Linked DNA regions of Mus musculus: regions 1 and 3 are each linked to region 2. Evidence: chromatin contacts called from public ChIA-PET and HiChIP or PLAC-seq data. All regions are on one chromosome and are shown on one strand. The core of a region is the stretch at or near the end of the contact, and the rest is flanking DNA. Distances in the headings are between cores, read along the strand shown.

Region 1 (3,640 bases), core at 865-3,364, 400 kb after region 2:
AATGTCCCTGAAGTCAATTCACAAAGATGTCAGCTCAACTACAGAAGCGCAGATTATTTAGGATAGATAGATCCTTTTTTATTAAGCTATCATTGTAGGAAAACAAAAACAGGTTTAAGATCAAAAAACTAATTGTAACAGCAACACCTGAGCTAGTCTCTCCTTGTGATTCCCAATCAGGTAAGTGTGCTGCTGATGTCAACTTATAGGTGGGAACAGGGACACATGGAGAGTTTAAGAAAGCTTTGCTCCCAACTTTCCAGTATGAGGATACAGAGTTTGGATTTGAACCCAGGCAACCTGAATCCTGACTTAGGCCTTTTTGCTTTAATACCAAAAGGAGAAGGGTAGGAAGGCATGGTTGTCAGCAATTATATTTTTTATACCTTGCCTCTCAATGTTTTATTATTGAAGTACTTATTGCGTTATTACCAGAGCATTTTAATCTGACAAGCAAGTGTAAGAGCCAAAGTGGTCTCTTCTGGTGTCTTTTCGTCTTAAACATTTAAGGTTAATGAGTGTTTATTAACTATGCACCAAAAATACTGGATCTGCTTTCTAGTGGCCATGAAAACTTATACATAATATTATTATTTACCATTTGATAAGATACACTGCTACTGATCTCCATTATGCATGATCAAACTTTTTTTTAACATTCCAAGGTTCCTAGAAAGTGGTACTCACAGAGACGGTAGACAAAGAACTAATACAATGTTTAAAAATAAAAATCTCAGGGCAAATGCTTCCCAGAAATTTAATAGCCAGATGTTTATCCCTAACTCAATCCTAAAATGGTCTGACTTTTATCTAACCTCCTACAAAGATTTTTTTAGTGTAGAACATGAAAGTCAAGGTTAGTTTGGAAATATACTTTTTTGTATGCTAATACAATGTTGTTTTAATTTTTATTAATCATTTTATTTATTTATATTTCAAATGACATACCCCTGCCCTGTGATATCCTTTACAACTCCCAATCTCCCCCTCTCCCCCTCCCCTTTGCCTATATGAGGGTGCTCCTCCACCCACTTACCCACTCCTATCTCACCCCTATAACATACCCTTACTCTGGGGCATCAAACATCCACAGGATCAAGGAGCACCCCTCCCATTGATATCAGATAAGGCAATCCTCTGTTGCATATATATCTGGAGCCATTTCCATGTATACTCTTGTTGATTGTTTTGTCTCTGAGAGCTCTGAGTGGTCCAGTTAGTTGATATTGTTCTTCTTATAAGGTTACAATCCCCTTCAGCTCCTCCATTCCTTCCCCTAGCTCTTCCATTGGGGTTCCTGGGCTCAGTTCAATGGTTGGCTCTGAGTGTTTGCATCTGTATTGGTCAGGTGTTCCCTCTCGGGGAACAGCTATACTGGACTCAGCAAGCGCTTCTTGTCATCAACAATAGTATGTGGGTTTGGTGTCTGCAGAAAGGAATGGATCCCTAGGTGGGGTGGTCTCTAGAAGACCTTCTCTTCAGTCTCTGTTCCAGTATTTTGTCCCTGTCTTTCGTTTAGACAGGAACATTTCTGGGTTAAACATTTTGAGATGAGTGGGTGGCCCTATCTCCCAACAGGTTCTATCTCCTCTTTGTTGTGTATATCGGCTAAAGTCAGCTCTTTTGGGTCCTGTGAGCCTCTTGTTTCTCTGGTATCTGAGACTTTCTAGTGGCTACCCCCAGGTCCCCATCCCTAACTACTACATATTTCTATATAGTATTATAAACAGAAAACTAACAATTGAGTATAGAGAAAAATAAATTGGACAGATGACAATTTATTTGCTTTACATTTTATTGTATAAAATGATAAAGGAAAAATGAATCAGACAAAAAAGGGATCAAGTGCCAGTGATTTCATACTGCTTAACTTATTAGTGATGACAATATTTAGTGAGGCAAATGGTGAATGATGTCTGTAATGCACTATTGCTAGCTGAACATTCATATATGTGGTTCGTGTGAATGTACGTATTCTTGGTCCGTGCATGCGCCTATGTGTGTTTGTGGGTGCATCTGCACATATATGTGTGTGCTTCTACAGACCACAGGCATCTTCTTCCAGAAGTCTTTGTTTTATTTTTCAAGAAATGGTCAAGAAATGGTCCTCATTGACTCTGTAGCTCACTGATTGGGTTACACTAGCTGCTCAGTGGACTCCAAGGCTCCTCATGGCTCTGCCTCTCTAGAACTGAGGCTGCTGATACAAGTTACCCTGCCTGTCTTTTTATGTGGATGCTGGTGATCCAAAGTCAGGTCTTTCTGCTTGCACAGTAAGCTCTTTAATAACTAAGCTATCTCCAAAATTATAGTTTATTTTGTTTTATAAGAATTTTGAAGATAATGGCCTAGTGTCTATCTGTATTTATGTACATAAATGTGTGTGCGTGTGTGCGTGTGTGTGTGTGTGGGTGAATTCTTCCTCAGACCAACACTAACTGTGACAGGAGGTGTTTGCACTCCTGATTCTGTGTTGGTATATGACCAGGAGGTAAACACTCTGGTTATGCATATGAGATGTAGAAGTGACAGGACTTAATCAAAATGTGACATTTCAATTTTCTGTTCCTCCTTCGAGGTTTTATTGGAGACTACCAATCATGTTCTTTTGTAACCCATGAGTATTCAGCCAGGAAATTTTCAATAAAGGATTGCATTGAGGGCAGTAATATTTTTTCTTATATGGAAGACATCTGTGAAAACCAGAGATTTCTTGACTTAAATAAACAAAAATATTTTACAAATTACAAAGTCAGACTCCCTTGAGAGAGAATAAATGATTTGTGAAAAGCCTTGAACATTTTTCTAGAACAAAGAGAATTCTGAAAAGGGTGCATTTGTTATGATACAAAGTTATAACATGTAGATTAGACTTATGTTATTTATACACTGTTTACATATGAGAATTTTAATTTTATCTGATTATATGTTGAGTTTTTAAACACCCCGATATGATGGTTACTAAAACTACAAAAGAATGGACCTATCTTTCCTGAAATTATGAATAAGACGGCATATTCATCATAACAGATATGGTATTCTTTTCTTCTCTAGCTATAGGTGATGATCAAAACAATAAAACACATTTTTGCTGTGTTATCTGAATGATTCTGTGTTGTGCTGTCTTTAGGAATGACCTGAGTGTAAATGAACAGATTGCAGGTGACCCAGGAAGAAACGGACGTTCAGTTTGAAGTCCCAAATCTTAATGTGCATTGTGCCCTCTGCTGGTGGATAAACACCTGAGCCAAGAAGTATTCATGGATGAGGAAAAAAATTATCCTCAGTATTCCATAACTATACACAGCAGGAAACTAGGCAAAGGTAATAAATACTTATTTATATTCCAAGTTACAATTCATGGAATCAATATTTACTCATGAATACAAATTCCTCATCAATACATTTACAAAATCAAGGTATATGATCTATATTAAATTCTTAAGATTAACTTGAAGACACAATGTAAAACAAAAACAAACAAAACCCTACTTGCCTATACTTGTTTCTTACATGGAGACAAAACAGAAGTATAGCAAACTAACCTTAGAAAAGATGTTTGATCAATTAAGATATAATCGTGAAAGCATTTGACCCAGTAGGAGGTGTTATAAGACATTGGACTGGTAGTGAGACACAG
Region 2 (3,703 bases), core at 2-2,501:
CCATGATGAGGCTCAAGGACCACTGTGGAAGGAGATGGGAGGACATATTTAAGAGCCAGAGTTTGGCATGGAGTGCTAAGAAGATTTCCTATGGGACAATAACATGACTCTGATGCTGAGCCTGATGACCTAGATTTCTTTCTACGATCCATATGGCCAGTAGGGGAGAACCAGTTCCTGTAAGTTGTTTTCTGATCTCTACATATAGTGAACGTGTTCACATGTATGCACAACCCTACACAGTAACACCTCTCCTTATATGCACACACAGAAAATAAAGCATAAAGCAGCTTTAAAAATAATATCTTCTGGACACAACACAGTGTTTGCACGTGTGAACTCACTGCAGTAGTGTTACCCACCTAAGACCTACACAAGACTGGAACCTCACTTTCCTCTAGTACCTGTTGGAGGCTCCTGAGGCTTCACCCCTCACTGAAGGACTACAGCCAGTTAATAGGTTTGGGGGGAAAGAGTTCATTTTCTGTGTCAGTATATCCACTGGTAAGTTGTCTATATTCCAGTTAATGACCCTCCACTCATACCCATTCAAGCAACTATAACTAAATCCATTGGATAAGAAAGAAATGTCATCAAAGTAGGAGGGGCCTTGTTGGAAAGAAAAAAGGTTTCAGGAGACAAAGCAAGAGATAAGAGAAAGAGAAGATAAGATGGGATGGATAAGAAATACATAAGAAGGTGTGAAAATGCCCCCCAAGTTCAGTGTGTACATATACAAAATTGGTGAAGAATAAAAAATAATCTTGGTTTGTATCACACAAAATTTGAGAGAAAATATTGGTGCTTATAATATACAAAGAGAACGTGTATCTTACATGCATGCTGTAATGTTTAAATATATCAAATGTGAAGGGAAATTCACATTGTTGCTAAAGCTGGAGATGTAGCTTTAGTGGCAGATGTTAGGCCTTGGGTTCAATCCGTCACAGAACAAAATTCAATACCCTTCTCAGGTTTCTCTATCACATCAGTATCCTTGTTTGCTAGCAAGGTCAGGAAGATAATGCCTGTATTTGACTTTGCCAAATGGAGAATTCTGGACCCTTCCTATGCTTTGGATCTACTTTGGTGACGGGTTTCATTCTCCATAGGTCTCAGCCATGACTTACCACAGTTGACACTTCTTTCCTGTGTCACATTGGGTATGTCTCTCCCCAGAGCTGATGACTGGTGGTCAAAGCTGCTCTAAGCAGAGGTCATACTGCTGTGGCTAACACCAGCAGTTAAACACACTGCCGCTGCCTGCGAGAGGCCCTTGCACTTCCTTGTTCTTTAAAAAGTCACATTATGTTGTGGGACTAGCTTGTAAAATTTTTGTGGGCAATCAGAAACCCTTGAAGTTTTCACACAGAGAAAGGAAAAGGTTTGCCCCGTGAGAAAGCCAGGGCTGGGTATTTTTGTCCTTTTCTTTCTAGTGCAAGCCGTCTGAGGGAAGATTCTTCATGGCAAAACAGTTCATCAAAACTGAGACCAGGGCTGAAGAATGGTCTGTGCTTCCTGTATTTACTGTTCGCAGTGATGTATGTGTGCGTTTTAGGAACTTTGAACGTCTAGTTGAGTCTGTACTTTTTGTGGCTTGTCTGGGCTCAAATTCACAACCTCATGAAGAGTTATTTTATTGGCTAAAAATGAACTCTGCCCCTTCACTATCAGATACTACAAATGGAGATAGCACAAGCCTTTGAAAACGCTTTATAATGTAGTTGAAAGGGAAACCACTCCATTCAACTTGTTCAGAGATCTGAAAAAAAACATGAACAGTGAGGTTTGATAGGAGGCCACATTGGCGTTTGATGTGAAATGGCTTTCTGAGAAGCATTTCCCCCTCACAACAGGACTAATTATTGTTGGGTCCCTTCTTGACACTTACTTTTTTTTTTTTTTTCCTGGTAATCAAGTTTCCTTTTCCTTAAAACACAAGCTAGAGCTCCGTGATTGGTCGACTCTCCCCACAAACTCACCGCTATGATTGTCCTCCAGTTAGGAGATTTTGGAAATCCCCCTGACATCCTTTTTTTCTTTTTTACCAAATATGTCTCTAGTTGTGTGGCTATGAAATTTTATCCCAAGGGCTGCCTGGCTCTTTCTGACTTTAGTACACACCGAAGTTCATCGTTTGTCTTAATAGCACAGTCCAGAATTCATAAAGCAGTTCCTAGTGGGACAGTGGCCACAGGTCCTCTCAAATAAGATTGCTTAACATTCTTTTAATGTGAGAAGAAAGCTCTGGAGAGTTACCATTTCTTCTCTGGCCTGTGGGTGGTGTTCAGGTGAATCAGAAGTGTGCCAGCATTGCCAGGGAGTTCGACCTAACTTTTCTCTGTCCCTCTGGGGCCTTTAAGATGATAACATCGAGTTATCGGCCTGCTTAAAGAGGTAGCTATTACTCCGAATTCCTTTGAAGTGTTGAAGAAAGAGACGACACTGCTCTTCACTGCCTTTGGCTCCTTCACACGGTGTCTACTTTCTGCTACCTTGGTACTAAAGTTAGGCCTACTCCTTCAGAAGACTGTTGCAGTCTTCCAGTGACCAAGAAATCTTGATGAAGCTATATGGTGTACCCATTGAGGAGGACATTTGTAACTTATCCAGGGACTTCTGGAAGTACAAGCATAAGAGTTAAAGGTTGATTTTTCTCCCACTGTACATACCTGTCCTATGCATGCACGACGTCTTCTAAACTATACTTTTGGTAAGCTACTCTGGTTTGGGTCTTAACTTGGAGTTCTTCAAGATGTGACAAAGTTTTTCTACCTTTCCTCCCTTCCTCCCTCCTGCCTCCTTCTTTCCCTTCCTGTGTTCCTTCCTGTTTTTCTACCTCAAGTGCTTTACCTTAATCAGACATCTGCCCCACACGATGGTTCATGATAAACATGGGTTAAAAACATAGACATATACCAACCTTCTTTTATAAAAAACTTTCTATTAATTCTTTGTGAATTTCCCATCATGCAATTCAATCCCACTCATCTCCTCATCCTATCCATACATATCTGCCTCCTTCCCTTGCAACCTCTCCATCCCAAATTAAATTAAATTAAATTGAAAAGATAGAATAAAAACATTGTCATGGAAGCTGTAGTGTGTCACACAGTGTGCCCTTTTGTTCACACTTCTTTGCTTGCAAGTGTTTGCTGCAATCACTCATTGGTCTAGTATGAGGCCTCTGGCTTTTGCTACATTATCAATACTGGAACCTTACTGGACACCTCCTGGTTATCCTGTTGTTGCCCTGTGTCATGGAGATCCTGCAGCTTTGGATCTGCAGGACAGCCCTTTTATGTGCTCCAGCAGATCATAGAGGAGTTAGATGTAGAGTGGGCCAACTCTAAGCCTTGGATTTGGGCCTGAGAGGTAATGGAGCTGGTCAGCCCACCAGTTCTTCTGTGCTCCTACCACCAGGGCAAGCTCTCTGGCACATCTCTGGGTAGCTCAGCCAATGTTGCAGCTGGAATGAAGTCAGCTCACTTACTGTCCTGTCCTCAGGGCTGGCTCACCCTTGCCTTCCTCACTTGGGCCAGCTCTACTGTGCTGCCCAGGTGAGGTGCAGGGCCTGCTCTAGCGCTCCCACTCTAATGACCTCTAAGCCAACTCTCCCATGGCCAGCTTACCTGCCTGTGGCAGGTGGGGAGGGGTGTGTGTATATGTGTTGGGGGAAGGAATCTCTCCTTCTCTCATGCCA
Region 3 (3,584 bases), core at 287-2,786, 370 kb before region 2:
CCAGCACTCAACCAAACGAGCTACAGCCTGAGACCACTGATTTCTTGTAGATTAAAAGAAACAGTAGAACCTTCCTGGGCAAATGTGAAGTAACTTAAAATGCCAGATCAAGGGGTGGGAGAATTGAAAGGGTTTCCCCCTCCTTGAGAGAATCCAGAGCTATTTCTGCCTTATAGTAATCCTTGTAAAATAGAGAGTTGATTAACGAAGATTGCTCCCAGTTATTGTTCTTGGCGGAGAAGCAGGTGTTTCTCAACCCGTGGGTCACGACCCACTACGGGATCAACCCCCTTAGATCATCAGGAAACAATGATATTTACATTGCGATTCATAAAAGTAGCAAAAAAAAAAAAAAGCTATGAAATAGCATTGAAAATACCTTTATGATGGGAGACGGGTCACCACAACATGGGGAACTGTATTAAGGGTCATAGCATTAAGAAGGTTGAGAACTATTGCTCAAACCTTAAAGCAGCTTTCTTCCCCCTGAATACTTTTTCTTGGAACAAAAGCGTTTGATGTTACATTGCTTTGATGTCATAAGCCAGAATATGGGAAAACTAGGAGTGTTGGTAATTTTCATCCCAAAGAAAAATGACATTTTTCGTCTCCAAAAAAAAAAAAAAAAAAAAAAAAAAAACCACAAAAACAAAACTCCATCCTTTTTCTCCATCGACATTGATAGAGATTCAAATTGCAAAATCGAAGGATGACATATATATTTTTACCTATTGTTAGAACTGAGTAACAGATTCACTTCAAAATCCTGTTACAAATAAACACACTTCTTTGGTGACTGGATATGGCTCCATTTATACAAACAACACACTTTTTCAAGTGGACTGAAAATGTACATTTTATTGAAAATGTAAAAATATTAGTTTCTAAACACGATAAGTTCGGGATAACACCTCTTTCTGGAATTCACATAGCTCACACACATTCCACAGGGGAAATTTGACGGTAGCAAATTTCCTAGGAAGTCTCTCCAGGATGTGCGGTGTCCCATAGTAATTTACTGGCTCAGAGTTTTTTTTTGTTTAAAGCAGTGGTAAGTATTAAAAGTGCAAGTGAAAACACCCTTGGCTTCCAGATGACACCGAGATGAGATGAAAATCAAGATTTCAAGTCAGTGGTAGGGCGGTGTCCCCTGTCTTGTTTCAAAGCACGCCGCGCTATCCCCGGGCAACGTGTAAGCAAGCATCGTCCTCCTGGGAATTACGGGGGTGGGGTGCTGTACCGCACCCACAGACCCTCGGGTGGCCGCGGTCGGCTCCGCGGCGGGGGAAGCCCTCCCGCGCGCAGAAGCGCGGGCGCGCGCAGAGGGATGCGGGGCGCCGAGGCGAGTACCGGCGCCGCTCCCGCCGCCTAGCCCGCCAGGGGGAGCGAGTGCGCTCGGCGGCCGGCTGCGGGGACTGCGGGGCCTGCGCGGGCGGTGGCCGGCGACTGCGCCCCACCGCGGCGCACCCGCGTCCCCACCCCCTCGGCGCCCGCCCGCCCCCGGCGCGGCCCTGCCCGCCCCCTCCGCCCCCTCCCGCGGCGCCATGCGCAGACTCAGTTCCTGGAGAAAGATGGCGACGGCCGAGAAGCAGAAGCACGACGGGCGGGTGAAGATCGGCCACTACATCCTGGGGGACACGCTTGGTGTCGGCACCTTCGGGAAAGTGAAGGGTGAGGACGCCCGGGCCAGCGCGGACCCGGCGAACGGCGAGCGACTGCGCCTTTCGCACTCCGCATCCTCCCCCGCGCCCGCCTTCCGGGTGTCTGGGCTCCGTATCCCCGGTCCGGGCGGCGCTGGGAGCGGAGCCCGAGGCTGCCGCGGGCTGCAGAGCTGTGGGGTCCGCCGCGGTGGGGTGGGGGCGGTCGCCATGGCGACGGCGCGGCGCCGGAGGGGCGGGGATGGCTCTGGGTGCAACTTTCCCAGGCGAGGGAGTTGGGCACTGAGCGCGCGGGGGCGCCCGGCGCGGACGAGGGGGTCTCTTGTGGTCTTCTGATCCCCTGTGTGCCCTTGGCGCAGAGCCAGCCCATCGCGCCCTGGCGGTCCTCGGAGTTGTCGCTGCCTCGCTTTTAGGAGGTTGTGGACTAAAGTGCTTCTTCGGTTTCCTGAATCGAAATGTGTTCTTCCAAAAGCAAGGTAGCTGTGGAGATACCTTTCAGAAATAGTAATGCCCTTGTTAGGACTATTGATCTCCGTCAGGACTTTTGATGCATATGCCTGTGAACTGGCGCGGTGTTTCCTATGCGTGGTTTACAGTTGGATGCAGATGCTGCTTTTAAGTGATTCCGTTTTCGGAAGTTTTGCGGTTTCCGAGAGCTATACCTGGTAGGTAGGGCATATGTTAACTCCAGATGGTATTTATTAGCTTATAGGTATAGTTTCCGTTTATTCTCACAGTATATTTATATTTTAGTAATTCAGTGCACATCATTTGGACTTTTTGTTCGTTTTGGTAGAATCCCCTGTTACCGCCTTAGCAAAAGCACAAGCATTCTGTCTTCAACTAACTACTCTAGCCCACCACCTGTGACAAGGAAAATTCTGATTACAACCTTTGTGAGGTGGACTTTTTTCCCCTTTAAAATATTTAAGCCTGCTATTAAGTATTTAGAGGAAGGAAGTTTGGAGCTGATAAGAAATAATTCATACATTGGTTTTGGAGAAATAATAGACTATGGCCTGCATATATAGTAAGCTCCTTAGTAGATATTTGATTGAAGTGAAAAAGTTTGTCAAATTACACAGCAAGCTAACTGAGCTCCGTTCTCCCAGGAGGGCAGAAAGAGCCCTTCCTTCTCTTGCCCTTTCCCAGTCCTAAACGGAAAGTTGCTGTGTTACCCTCAGGGGAGCAAATGCCTAAACCTACCTAGGAAAATCAGCAAGCCAGACAGTGTGAAGGAGGAGTAGGTGTGGTCTAGGGCCTAGCACTGATCATGGTTCAGCCAGTGTTCGTGAACACTCTCAGGGTTTTGCTTTGTCTCTTTTTATGCATGCATGCATTTATTTATTTCGAGAGAGTGTTACAATGCTGTCCAGGCTGGCTTTGAACTTGTTATTCTTCGTGCTTCAGCTTCCTAAGTAGTTGGCATTAACAGGCAGCTAGCTCTTCCAGTGTTTTGTTTACCTTTAGCTAGGCATCCTTGTTTGCCATTAGAGGTGGTAAGAAGTGCTAATTAAGGCTCTGATGGAAGTGATAAGGCAGACTTGAACTCAGAAGGCTCCTTCCGAAGGCCCTGCTTGGAATGAATGTGGCATCCAGTCCGCCATTCCTTTGACACAGACCAGAGCGGATCAAGCAGACAAGAAAGGAAGAAGGGATTGTTTTCCCGGCCTGGGATTTGACCTGGGAAGTAGCAGTGCCTCGAACCTCCCTCCCAGTGACTCTGCTTTTCCTTAACCTTCACTTCTCCACCCACCCACACAGCCTTCTCTTGAAATCCTATACCATCAGTCATAAGCCTCCTCCAATACAGAGGGCCAGTGTGAGTCAGAGGATCCTAGGCTTCTCGGTTATAATTAAACTTGTCCTTGAACTTGTTAGTTGATGTGGGTCTAAATATTCAGCCAGTTCATTTTAAAACTGTTA

Evidence for each region. ChIA-PET counts read pairs in DNA pulled down with a chosen protein or histone mark. HiChIP or PLAC-seq counts read pairs in DNA pulled down with a chosen protein or histone mark.
Region 1: a contact with region 2 is called in an H3K4me3 HiChIP or PLAC-seq map of the SCID.adh cell line, with 10 read pairs. The contact joins two enhancer-like sites. A contact is called at or near these places in 3 of 15 datasets of contacts at CTCF or cohesin (CD8 T cells, the NIH/3T3 cell line and pro-B cells), 4 of 484 Hi-C or Micro-C datasets (CD4 T cells, Th1 cells, bone marrow-derived dendritic cells and 1 more), 7 of 115 datasets of contacts at active chromatin or transcription factors (CD8 T cells, the SCID.adh cell line, bone marrow-derived dendritic cells and 4 more) and 1 of 9 other capture datasets (bone marrow-derived macrophages).
Region 3: a contact with region 2 is called in an RNA polymerase II ChIA-PET map of memory CD8 T cells, with 14 read pairs. The contact joins the promoter of Prkaa1 here to the enhancer-like site in region 2. A contact is called at or near these places in 1 of 15 datasets of contacts at CTCF or cohesin (the NIH/3T3 cell line), 1 of 484 Hi-C or Micro-C datasets (adipose-derived mesenchymal stem cells) and 3 of 115 datasets of contacts at active chromatin or transcription factors (CD8 T cells, the SCID.adh cell line and memory CD8 T cells).

The regions. Positions count from the first base shown.
Region 1 is chr15:5,912,242-5,915,881 of GRCm38.p6, forward strand. No RefSeq gene overlaps it. Among named protein-coding and RNA genes, the nearest start is that of Gm41259, 130 kb to the right of the region's middle. Within about 2 kb of position 2,115, at least 2 of the 459 cell types and tissues checked have an H3K27ac peak or open chromatin away from gene starts, as enhancers often do. A contact at or near this core is called in the SCID.adh cell line, where this site is marked.
Region 2 is chr15:5,516,155-5,519,857 of GRCm38.p6, forward strand. The region is part of intron 1 of 5430437J10Rik (RIKEN cDNA 5430437J10 gene); the gene reads left to right. Among named protein-coding and RNA genes, the nearest start is that of 5430437J10Rik, 22 kb to the left of the region's middle. Within about 2 kb of position 1,252, at least 91 of the 459 cell types and tissues checked have an H3K27ac peak or open chromatin away from gene starts, as enhancers often do. A contact at or near this core is called in CD8 T cells, the SCID.adh cell line and memory CD8 T cells, where this site is marked.
Region 3 is chr15:5,142,325-5,145,908 of GRCm38.p6, forward strand. Prkaa1 (protein kinase, AMP-activated, alpha 1 catalytic subunit) reads left to right here and starts at 1,537. Exons shown (of 9, transcript NM_001013367.3): 1 at 1,537-1,671. The coding sequence starts at 1,545.